Regions from separate parts of the Xenopus laevis genome. Here region 1 is linked to region 2. Evidence: chromatin contacts called from public Hi-C data. All regions are on one chromosome and are shown on one strand. The core of a region is the stretch at or near the end of the contact, and the rest is flanking DNA. Distances in the headings are between cores, read along the strand shown. Region 1 holds the start of mtss1.2.S (protein MTSS 2). Region 2 overlaps mtss1.2.S (protein MTSS 2).

Evidence for each region. Hi-C and Micro-C count contacts between places; a contact is called where the count stands out from the background.
Region 1: a Hi-C map of the XL177 cell line shows a contact between it and region 2, with 2.4 times the contacts expected there. The contact joins the promoter of mtss1.2.S here to the enhancer-like site in region 2. A contact is called at or near these places in 2 of 4 Hi-C or Micro-C datasets (the XL177 cell line and the XTC cell line).

The regions. Positions count from the first base shown.
Region 1 is chr9_10S:38,161,270-38,166,864 of Xenopus_laevis_v10.1, forward strand. mtss1.2.S (protein MTSS 2) reads right to left here and starts at 3,465. Exons shown (of 14, transcript XM_041578976.1): 1 at 3,384-3,465.
Region 2 is chr9_10S:38,107,498-38,112,590 of Xenopus_laevis_v10.1, forward strand. mtss1.2.S (protein MTSS 2) reads right to left here. Exons shown (of 14, transcript XM_041578976.1): 6 at 4,538-4,612; 7 at 1,311-1,468; 8 at 1-67. Among protein-coding and RNA genes, the nearest start is that of LOC121398781, 21 kb to the left of the region's middle. Within about 2 kb of position 1,429, at least 1 of the 7 cell types and tissues checked has an H3K27ac peak or open chromatin away from gene starts, as enhancers often do.

The DNA of each region.
Region 1 (5,595 bases), core at 2,215-4,714, 56 kb after region 2:
TAGGCATCATGTTTGAAAATCCTTTTCATAAGTAGGGGAGTAAGAACATAAATGGTGTTCAATCAGTCTGATAACATTTATGATGCTTTTCTCTTAAACAGCTGTTATGCAGCAGAGATGGTATGCGGCCTGCAACATCTTCATGCAAAGGGCATCGTTCATCGGTAAGTAAAACTTCTATGGGACAGGCAATACATTCATTCATTGATTTAATGTTACAGGGCAACCCCTTTGAAATAAAAAAATAACAAAAGTGGTATAAAGGTGATACCTTTATTGGCTAACTAATATAATCATAGCAAGCGTTCAGAACATTTTAGTTCCTTTTTTTAAGTGGATTACACTGAAGCTGTGGTGTTCTCTGGTATATATACAACATTCAGCTCATAATGACCAACAAAAAGGAATAACAATCTATGTGTAAGGTGTCAAAGTCATTTACAAGGGAATCTGCAGATAAGGTACAAGATAATGTGGGTCAAAGAGGCTGAGTATAAATTAGGGCTGAATTATTGGAGTGTAGAATCAAAGGAATTCCATATGACCTCTTAGTCCATATCCAGACATGTTGGTATTTCTGACCTGGTGCAGTCCTTTCTTAGTCCACATAATTAGCCATAAATCCAAGGCCCAGGTTTAGTCCATTCTTCAGAGAATTGAAAGTTTCCATTAATTTGTATTCCCACTCTTTTCTTTCATTATCTGTTTTAAAATTGCCCTTAAGAACCAAAATTCAAGATTTAACAAATTTATTGCGAAGCTGCTTTTGGTCATCTACTGATATTAAGATCCCTTTAAATTAGGGATGCACCGAATCCAGGATCTGCATATGCAAATTAGGGGCGGGAGGGAAATTGCGTGGCTTTTTGTCAGAAAACAAGGAAGTAAATAAGGTTTCCCCTTCGGGGGAGAAACGGATTCGGTTCGGTATTCGGCCGAATCTTTCGGTGCATCCCTACTTTAAATGCCATAACAAAGACTTGGAGCCTCAGGCTTTACCAGTTGTACAAGGTATTTTATAAGTAGTTATAGTTAACACTGAAACCTATTCAGTTCTGTTGTTACTTTAGGGAATATTATCACCAATATAATGATAGTAACCCTTTACCCATTCTTATATTTACAGGGATATCAAACCGGTGAATGTACTTATGACTGGAAAGGACCATATCAAAATCATTGACTTTGGCATCGCAGCTGAAAACCTGTTTGGACAGAGTACCACCTCTTGCTCACATGGAACTGATTTGTACTTGGCTCCAGAGGTAAGGGATTCAGCAAAATATCAAAGAATTTCTATATAATGTACCCAAAGTTACAGGCTTGTATCTGAAACTAGTTCTTCCTTTATTACAGACAGGAGGTTGTTGGTAAATGTACAACTAAATACAGCAAAACCCTTGTATGCCACATGCACACATAGAGAATGATTTCATTACATAGGGGCAGCATACAACATAGACTAACCCAAGCTAACTGATCATTAGTTGCTATGGGTTACTAAAATATTGTTTCCCCGCAATCACATTAAATTGCAAACACATTTACATGCAAAGATGTTTGGACTCCTTTATAAATCCCTGGACACAGTGCAAAGTGCATGACTAGGCATTTGTATCTAGTGAGGCAACTATTTCCACTCTTAGAAAGGAAAAGCAAAGAGTTGCACCTCACTCTTTAAGTGCCTTTGCCTGTACAGTATGGTCAGTAAGTGGGTGGCACATAGGAGTCCCCTGGAACATCCCTAGATCCTGCAGATGAACGCCCATTGAACATGGGAAGTCAGTGAGAAATGATTATGTTTGACAACTAATCTCTTCTTTCTTTGTAAGGTGCTGATGAAGAAGACCTACGATGCAGGGATGGACTGGTGGGCTTTAGGCCATACACTATTTTCATTGGTCACTTGCAGAATGCCATTTTATAGTGGAGCTGATAAGGAACAACGGATCAACTCCATCCTGCATGACCCACCAGCCTTTCCTATGTGTATGAACAGTAGACTAAAGGATCTACTGCAAAAGGTGGGTATGAGCACTTACACAGAGGAGCTCAAATAAAGTAATGGCAACTTCTGGAGGGTCACAGGCAGCTCACAGGCCCCCAATATTAGTTTTAAGTTGTTAAGTTTTTTTACATGTCCACTGAATGTCCAATGCTGCACTTTCTAGCTATAATATAATTATACTGGCCGTGTCACAGCAATTACAGTGTTAGAATATGGAGCAGTATTTTCAGGCATTATATGTAGGGGGGGGGGGTGCTAGGAGTAAAAGGAGGCCCAGGAGCAGGTTCACTCTATGAACACAAAATTGTAGGTCACTTTTGATTTTCTGGAGGTGAGGTGTCCTGGAAAAAAATGTATGTGGGGGGCAGGTCTCTATAAGGTTGTAACCACTGCATCTGCCCTTGAGCAAGATATCATGTTCCACATTGCCCTTGCTCCACAGAATATCTTTATTTATATAATCCCGCTGTCAGGCCTGGCCATATAGAACAAATGCATCATTATACCTCTAGGAGGGGGCATGTTTGTGAATAATTTAAATGACTGTTAATGTCTTTCCTTATAGCTCCTAGAGAAGGACCCTGAAAAGCGTCTTGGGGTCCATGGCAACATCAGAGAGCATCCTCTGTTCAGAAACATCGACTGGACAGCAGTGGAAAGCCAAAAGTTATAAACTGTAAGTAATAATTTGCCTAAAATGGGCATCTAAGTGTCTGTTAAAATTGCCAAGATAAAAATAACCAAACACAGTAGCAGGATTTCAAAAGGAAAATCATCCATGAGACAAAAAAGGAAATGTATATGGTCCATTTATAAATGCAGCACTAGCACTTTGCACACTAGTCGATGCAAATGATCATGCTCTTGCACCCAGAATCAGGTCTGTTAATTACAAAACATGCAAGGTATTGTGGGAAGTTGAGTCTTGTCTGGAGGAGATCTGACTACTGAAGACAGATAAAGGAAAGGAAGAAAAGAGACAATCATTATCAACAGTAATGTATAATGGAAATTTGCTTAGAATTCCATGTTTTTACATTATATAAAAAATTTTTCATTGTTTGTCTGGATATCCATTTAAACCAAATAAGCACATATCAGTCCATGAGTCCACTAGCCAATACACTGCACATATCTGCTAATGAGCCATGTAGCACCTGTCTGCATTACTATTGCCTATGTTTTTTTTACTAACATTGAAATGTTACAATCCAAATAAAATAATGCTGCCCTTTTCAGTCATCAGCATCAGGAGTCAATGTCCTTCTTGAAGGAACTGAAGGCCAACATCGGTTCAGGCGTCATCAAAAGCCTTCAAGAATTTTTCTATGTGAGCAACAGCTGGTTGTCATGTGCTTCAAACACCTGGCCTTACCTTCAGCTCAGATGCATGCCCTTCTACTGGATCTGTATCAGGCCCATACCATCAGCAGCTCAACCACCGACTGCAAACGAAACAGAGCTACAAGCAACATCATCATGTCACCAACATTGCCAAGCACTCCACCTCCAGCCCTCCTGTTGGATCCTGCTCTCTCTCTTCGGCTGAAGAGAGATTTGTAAATAGTTTATATGTTAAGTTAAAGTTCGATTTTAGAAAGTAAGGATAAGATACTTTATATTATAATAAACATCAGCACATCCAGGGACTTGTCCGACTGCCAGATTTGGAGTCAGGAAGGAATTTTTTTCCCCCATTCTCCGGCTGGAGCAATGGGGGTTTTTTTGCCTTCCTCTGGAAACACTAGAAAATAAGATGTAGCATATCATATACATATCCATATAAAGATAGATTAAATATAGGAAATAAAATAGATATTAAGAATACAATTATTTAAACATATAGAATAGAGAATATTATAATAATTAATAACACAAGGATATATATATATATAATTAGGCAGAATAGACAATAAAATGGATAGATAAGAAGATATTAAGGACATACAGACAACAAAAACTAAGCATGGAATTAGTAAATAAATAGTCAATTAAAAGAGAATAAATAGTTACAACAGTAGAACATAACGATAGAAGAAATAGGTCAATAAGATTGTAGCTAATAACAATAAAGTAAATAGATAACAAGCAAAGAGACAAACATAGAATAGATGACATAAAGACAGTGAGACCACAAGGATAGAAGAAATAAACAGGACAATAGCCATTAAACAATTAGTATATAAATAACATAGAAAAAATGTACTTTATTAATATAGATAGACTATGTTTAAAAGACAATAGATATTAGTGATAAAATTAGCAATTAAGTTATATATTCTGTCATAATAATATTGGGAGATAAATAAGGCAGTCAAAAATAAGGATAGAGTTCCTAAAATATTTGAAAAAACATAAGAGTAGAATGTAATAATATATTGGTAATGTACAACAAAAATTAAATAGATAAACATAGAAATGGATAGACTTACAAGATTAAGTATATAGCATATAATTAGGATATAATTAAAATGTATATATAATATTAATGATAATAGAATATATATAATTGATAATAAACAGTAGAATATTATAAGAGCAGAAGACTTGAATAAATTGATAACATAGAATAGATGACATATGACAGTAAAACTACAGGGATAGAAGAAATAAACAGGACAGTAAACATTAAACAATAAGTATACAGTATAAATAATATAGAATAGAAACTAGTGATAGAATGAGCAATTAAGTTATTCTGTCATAATATTAGAAGATAAATAAGCTAGTCAATAATAAGAGTTGCTAAAAAATTAGTAGAACATAAATATGAGTAGAATGTAATAATAAATTGCCAATATAGAGCAAAAATTAAATAGATAAACATAGATATGGATATACTTACAACATAAACTATATAGCAAATAATAAAGATATAATTAAAATCTATATATAATATTAATGATAATGTAATTGATATAATTGATAATAAGCAGTAGAATAAAATAAGAGTAGAAGACTAGAGTAAATTGATAAAATAGAATATAAAATATGAATTAGACATATAATGATAAGGATAGAATAAACCATAGAAGATAGCACTAAATTAGATCTAATTACGATAAATAGGTTAGGGACCTGCTCGCAGAGCCTACCTTGACGTGGTGGCAGGCTTGATATCCTTTGGCCAAACTAAACAAAACCACATTGTGGCAACTCACAGAGACTCTGGTTATAGTCAGTGAGGAACCAACTCACCATGGTACCAAAGGTATAGGCAGGAACTAACTAGTATTGGTGAGGCCCTGCCTAGTCTTTCACTTACTATGTGAGTTGGACCTTAATTCCAAAATTTCTGCTTGGAGTGGGTCGATCTTTACAATATCTTACCATTTGGATGCTCTTTATAGTATTCAACTGGGTTATTAATATTTATGCCATACTGATGATGGTTTGGCTGAAGCCTCCCCCCCTGTATTTGTTATTTGCTTAACCAGCTACATGTCCTATAGTTCTTGCTGATATCTTTGGCCAAAGGATATAACTAAAGGGCTCTTTATGGTTAATTATAGGTTAGAATGGTTATACAGATGATATGACTGTTGATTCAAATGGTGGGCACTGAGCTTTCTATACATATTTTTGGA
Region 2 (5,093 bases), core at 179-2,678:
GACTGCTCAGGTCTTCCAGGATGGTCTGTAGGTGCGTGATTTCCCCCAGCATCCCAATCTCCTCGTCCTGTCAGGAAAAGAAGCAGAACAGGTCGGCCCAACAGTCACCAATCAAAACAGCAAATGTTGTACCCTCATACTGTACAGTCTAAGGGAAACAATACTGTAAATATATATATCAAGAGAAATAGGCATGAGGGTAAATGAGCAATGTGGGTAAATAAGAGCAATCACACATAAAAGATGCCTCATGATTTGGTAGAACCAGCAGCCACTGGGAACCACCAGCCAGACCTCCCTATCCACATACTGAGAGATGGGGTCGCCTGCACAAACAATGACTGCTCAGTCTTGGGACAGTGTTAGGGTTTAAGCACACGGGCAGATTTGGGGAGATTTAGTCGCCTGGCAACTAATCGGCTCTTCTGCAGGGCAACAATATCCATGAACTGCCTTCCCTGCCACCTGCTATAATGACAAAAAGCCAGCGCCAAAGCACTCGCGGGGCTTAGATTTCCGAAGTCGCCCGAAGTTTCCTTGTATTGTTGCTGGCGTTTTGGCATTATAGCAGACGGCAGGCACAGGGAAGGCAGTTTGGGGAGATTGTCTCCCTGCAGAAGAGCTGATTAGTCGCCAGGCGATTAAATCTCCCTGAATCTGTCCGTGTGCTAGCTCCCTCAGGTGCCATGTTTGTGAGCTTGTTAGCAAGGAGATTCAATCGGCGCCTCCCTTGTGCTGATTGGCTGAAGATCTTAGGAATACCAACAAGAAAACACATGCTGAGCTGGAATGGACTGTTGTACATCTGACACCCACATATAAAAAATGTATTCCAGCACAGATATTTCCCTGTACAAAGCACAATTCAGCAGGAACAGGCCCTTAAGTTTGTTCATACCCTGTATAGAGAGATGCTATAATAAAACTATGCCAGTATAGGTACTTTCTACCGATGTGTGGGTTGAGAAAAACCCATAGACTTCATTATAAACAATCCAAATTTTTAAAAATGATTTCCTTTTTCTCTGTAATAATAAAACAGTAACTTGTACTTGATCCAAACTAAGATATAATTAATCCTTATTGGAAGCAAAACCAACCTATTGGGTTAATTTAATGTTTACATGATTTTCTAGTAGACTTAAGGTATGAAGTTCCAAATTACAGAAAGATCTGTTATCCGGAAAACCCCAGGTCCCGAGCATTCTGGATAACAGGTCCCATACCTGTCGAAGCACAATTCAGCAAGACACTGAAGAGAATATGGCTGCAGTATGGCAGCGTTACCAGGATGTAGGTTAATAACATACCAGAACAGGTTTGAGGAAGGACACAAACATGCAGAATCGACCCCGCTCCTCCACGAGTGCCCTGTACACTGCCTTCTTCTCCGTCTCCTCCAGGAGCACATACTTGTCACTGACATCCTGAAGGGCACTGTCCAGCTGCACCCGGGCATCGTCTTTACCTGCACACAAGGGAATGGGTCAGACTCTGTCAGCCGCAGGGCACCTCAAGGTCCAATGCTTAAAGGAATTGTTCAATATAAAAACTGGGTAAATAAATAGGCTGTGCAAAATAAAACATGTTTCTAATATAGATAGCCAAAAATGTAATGTATAAAGGCCGGGGTGACTGGATGTCTAACATAACAGCCAGAACACTACTTCCTGCTTTGCAGCTCTCTTGGTTTCCACTTATTGGTTACCAGGCAGTAACCAATCAGAGACTTAAGGGGGGTCACATGGGTTATATCTGTTGCTTTTGAATCTGAACTGAATGCTAAGGATCAATTGCAAACTCACTGAACAGTTATGTCCCATGTGGCCCCCCTTAAAGTCGCTGACTAACTCAGAGTTAGAGAGCTGAAAAGCAGGAAGTAGTGCTCTGTTCTGTTCGCCATCCAGTCATTCCAGCCTTTATACATTCCATTTTTGGCTAACTAACTATATTCGAAAAACATTTTTCAAAAACATCTATTTACCCAGTTTTTATTTTTACACTGAACTTGCAGCCCCCATTAATATCACACTCTTAGAATGCCAGGAAGACCCCTGTAACATATTACTATGAATACTGTGCCCCTGCAACATTATACCCCACAGAAGAGTGGGAGCTGCCATGTTAGTTGATTTTGCTGAAGCATTCTTTATAGACTGCAGTCTTCTTCTCAGCATGGCAGCTCCCAAATACTGTATAAAGCCAAATATGAAGAGACCAGGCACAGGGTAAAAACTAGAGAAAGCCTGGGAGTTGGCCATGGTTGGAATTGCTCCTTGGATGGGGGGGGGGGTTTAGAAATTAACTAACTCTCACGAGCCCCACACTCACCCATAGTGTCGATAAGCAACAAACCAGCATTTGTGCTCACTAACTACAGGCAGAAAGGGTTTGAATGAACACTACAGAAACCCTGGACGCAACAGTCTGAGGCACAGTTCTTGTGCAACTGCCTTTTTTTCCATTGCGGCAGAAAAGCAGATTATTGATAAAGATATAAAGCAATTTGGCTTTGGCACATCGGCTGCTTCCTGGTGACTAATTTTGGGGTTTATCTTGGCCATGGTGTGAAAGGAAGCGAGTCATACACAATGCTACCCTAGGAAATGTGACAGTTCCGGGCTGGGTTCTGATATGAGGAAGTGAGCGCTCCTTTACTGTGAAACATGGACTAGATGCCAAACATTTGTGGATAAGAACCCTCTCCACTTGGGTCAGTCTAATGCCTCAGATAGCAGCTTAGCCTTACTAATAAGGGCAGTGACACACGCTCAGATTCGGGGAGACAAATCTGTTCTTCATCAGGGCGACTAATCTCTCTGAGCTGCTTCACGTCGACTAGAATGTAAATCACCACCGGGAAGGCAATCAGTGCGCTTCGTTTTCCGACGTTTTGCCTGACGAGGAAACGTTGGGGCGATCCGAGTGCCATCCCACTGCCGATTTAGATTCTAGCAGGCAGGAGGCAGTTCGGGGAGATTAGTCGCCCCGAAGAAGAGGAGATTTATCTTTGGGCAACAAAATCTCCCTGAATCTGAGAGTGTGTCTCTGCCCTAACAGTATATTCTCTATTAAATCCTCCAAAATAGCACAAATCAGCGTGATGCCGATTAGACTAATGGAAGACACAGTTCTGCTCCTTTATCAAGAAAGATATAGTTGTGGAAGGATGCTTTACATGGAGATGCATGAGTGACTGTATATAGCCCCAGAATGCTGGGGGAATGGATGTATTTAGGGAAGACGTGAGTCAGGAGGGAGGGAAAGTGTCTGGTATTGATTTCATTGAGCACTGAAGGGCTCGCCTGGCTGCACTGTTGGGAAGGAGGGCTGGACAGGAAGTGGCTACTGGTTGGCTGGAGCAGCCCTAGAGGATAACAGGCTGTACATTCATGGGCAGAGAAAGGCAGCCAAGGTAGCTGTGTTTACAGGGATTTGCTTTCAGACACAAACAGGGGAATTCTGTCAGATGGTTTCTCCCCCTCTAACCACCCCTTTATTGAAATGGGAAACACATAAATCTGTATGCAAGTACTGAAGCCCACCCTTGTACTAGTTGGCAGGAGCCACGGGAATGGCAAGGAAAATCCAGGGCATTCACAAAAGCCTCATTCAGGATAGGAAGCCATGAGCTCACCCCCAGGCATCACTGCCAGCACGTTCCACAAATCCATCTCCACTAGAGAGAAAAGCCCAGGGAAACCCCTGCCCTATCCAACCAGCTGCTGGCTCAAACACCATACTCTGATCCCTAACCCCAGCCATGAAAAAATAGGGAAAAGGATGCCTGGACACAGTCCTCAAAATATCAATATTATCTTAGTCCTCAGAAGTGGTGATTTTTAGGCAGATAGAGGTTGGGCAGGCCATTGAGCTGCCTCTGTGCATGGGCATTGCCAGGCTAATATCAGTGCACATATGGCCAGCTCTACCTTAGAGTATGCGGTTTATAAATGGTGTGGCTGAAGTCTATTGATAATTTTAAGGCTTCTGTTACTGAGGCAAGCAATATGGCATTTCCCTCTCATATGTAAAGGAATATAGGGAAAAACAGGAACCTTTACTCTCAGTGTTAGTTTCCCTGTATACAAGAGAAGAGGTGGGGGTGTCAGGTTAACCTTACAACTGCATAGAGAAGAGTGGGTTTCCTGCAATTCTCTCCACCCCTTCCTTCCCCCCAAAAAAACAGATGAATTCATTTTCATAGCAGGAAGTTTAATTCTGGGGCCTAACTCCCAGGAATACTCTCCGACCCAGGCCTGAGCTCCTATCCACTGAGATGGATAGAAACAATGGCTTCTGCTGGCCTGGGAACCTTCATGGCAGACTGCAGGTAGGAGAAAGTCCTTTAAAGGAGAACTTAAGCCTTACTTATTGATCTTTATTATTTACCATGTGGCCCCACAAACGTGAAATAGAGGATAGCTGGCCCACGGCACAGGAAACAATATGGAGGCTAGCATGCATACATATAAAAAAACATACAGCAAACAAATGCACACAATAAGCAATACTCTCAATACTGTAGGGACCATACCTTTTTTCACCTTCTTCTGTAGCTTGATGGTGTCAGAGGATTTCTTCTTGATGTTAGCACGAGCCTTTTTGTACTCTGCAAGCAGACACAGAAGCGTGAGCATATATATTATATTATATAAATATTCAGGCCTAGATTTCCAAGCATAGAGTAAATGAATTGGGCTGGCCCTGCCATTGGAGCTGAAGCGTGGGGGATGCGGGATGCACTGTCAGCATTCAGCCCCCTCATTACCTTCACTCAACTATCAATTATAACATAATGGATTCCACAGGGCTCCCCCCTCAGCTTAAAGAGAACAGACATCAAAATAAATCTAGGAAACCGACTTATACACCAAGGGGATAGTCTGTAAGTTAGATGTAATGTGCTCTTGTTAAGTGTTCCGTACACTGTCCTGTGTAAGGGAAACAATATGGCAGCAAATATACAGAGCAGGAATGTGCTTCTATATTACATCATGTCAGGGGAACAGTATGGCAGCTCATACCCATCCTATAGAATTCTGTTGAAAGCAGAGATATACCTCAGGAATAATCTTGCTGCCCTTTTGCCC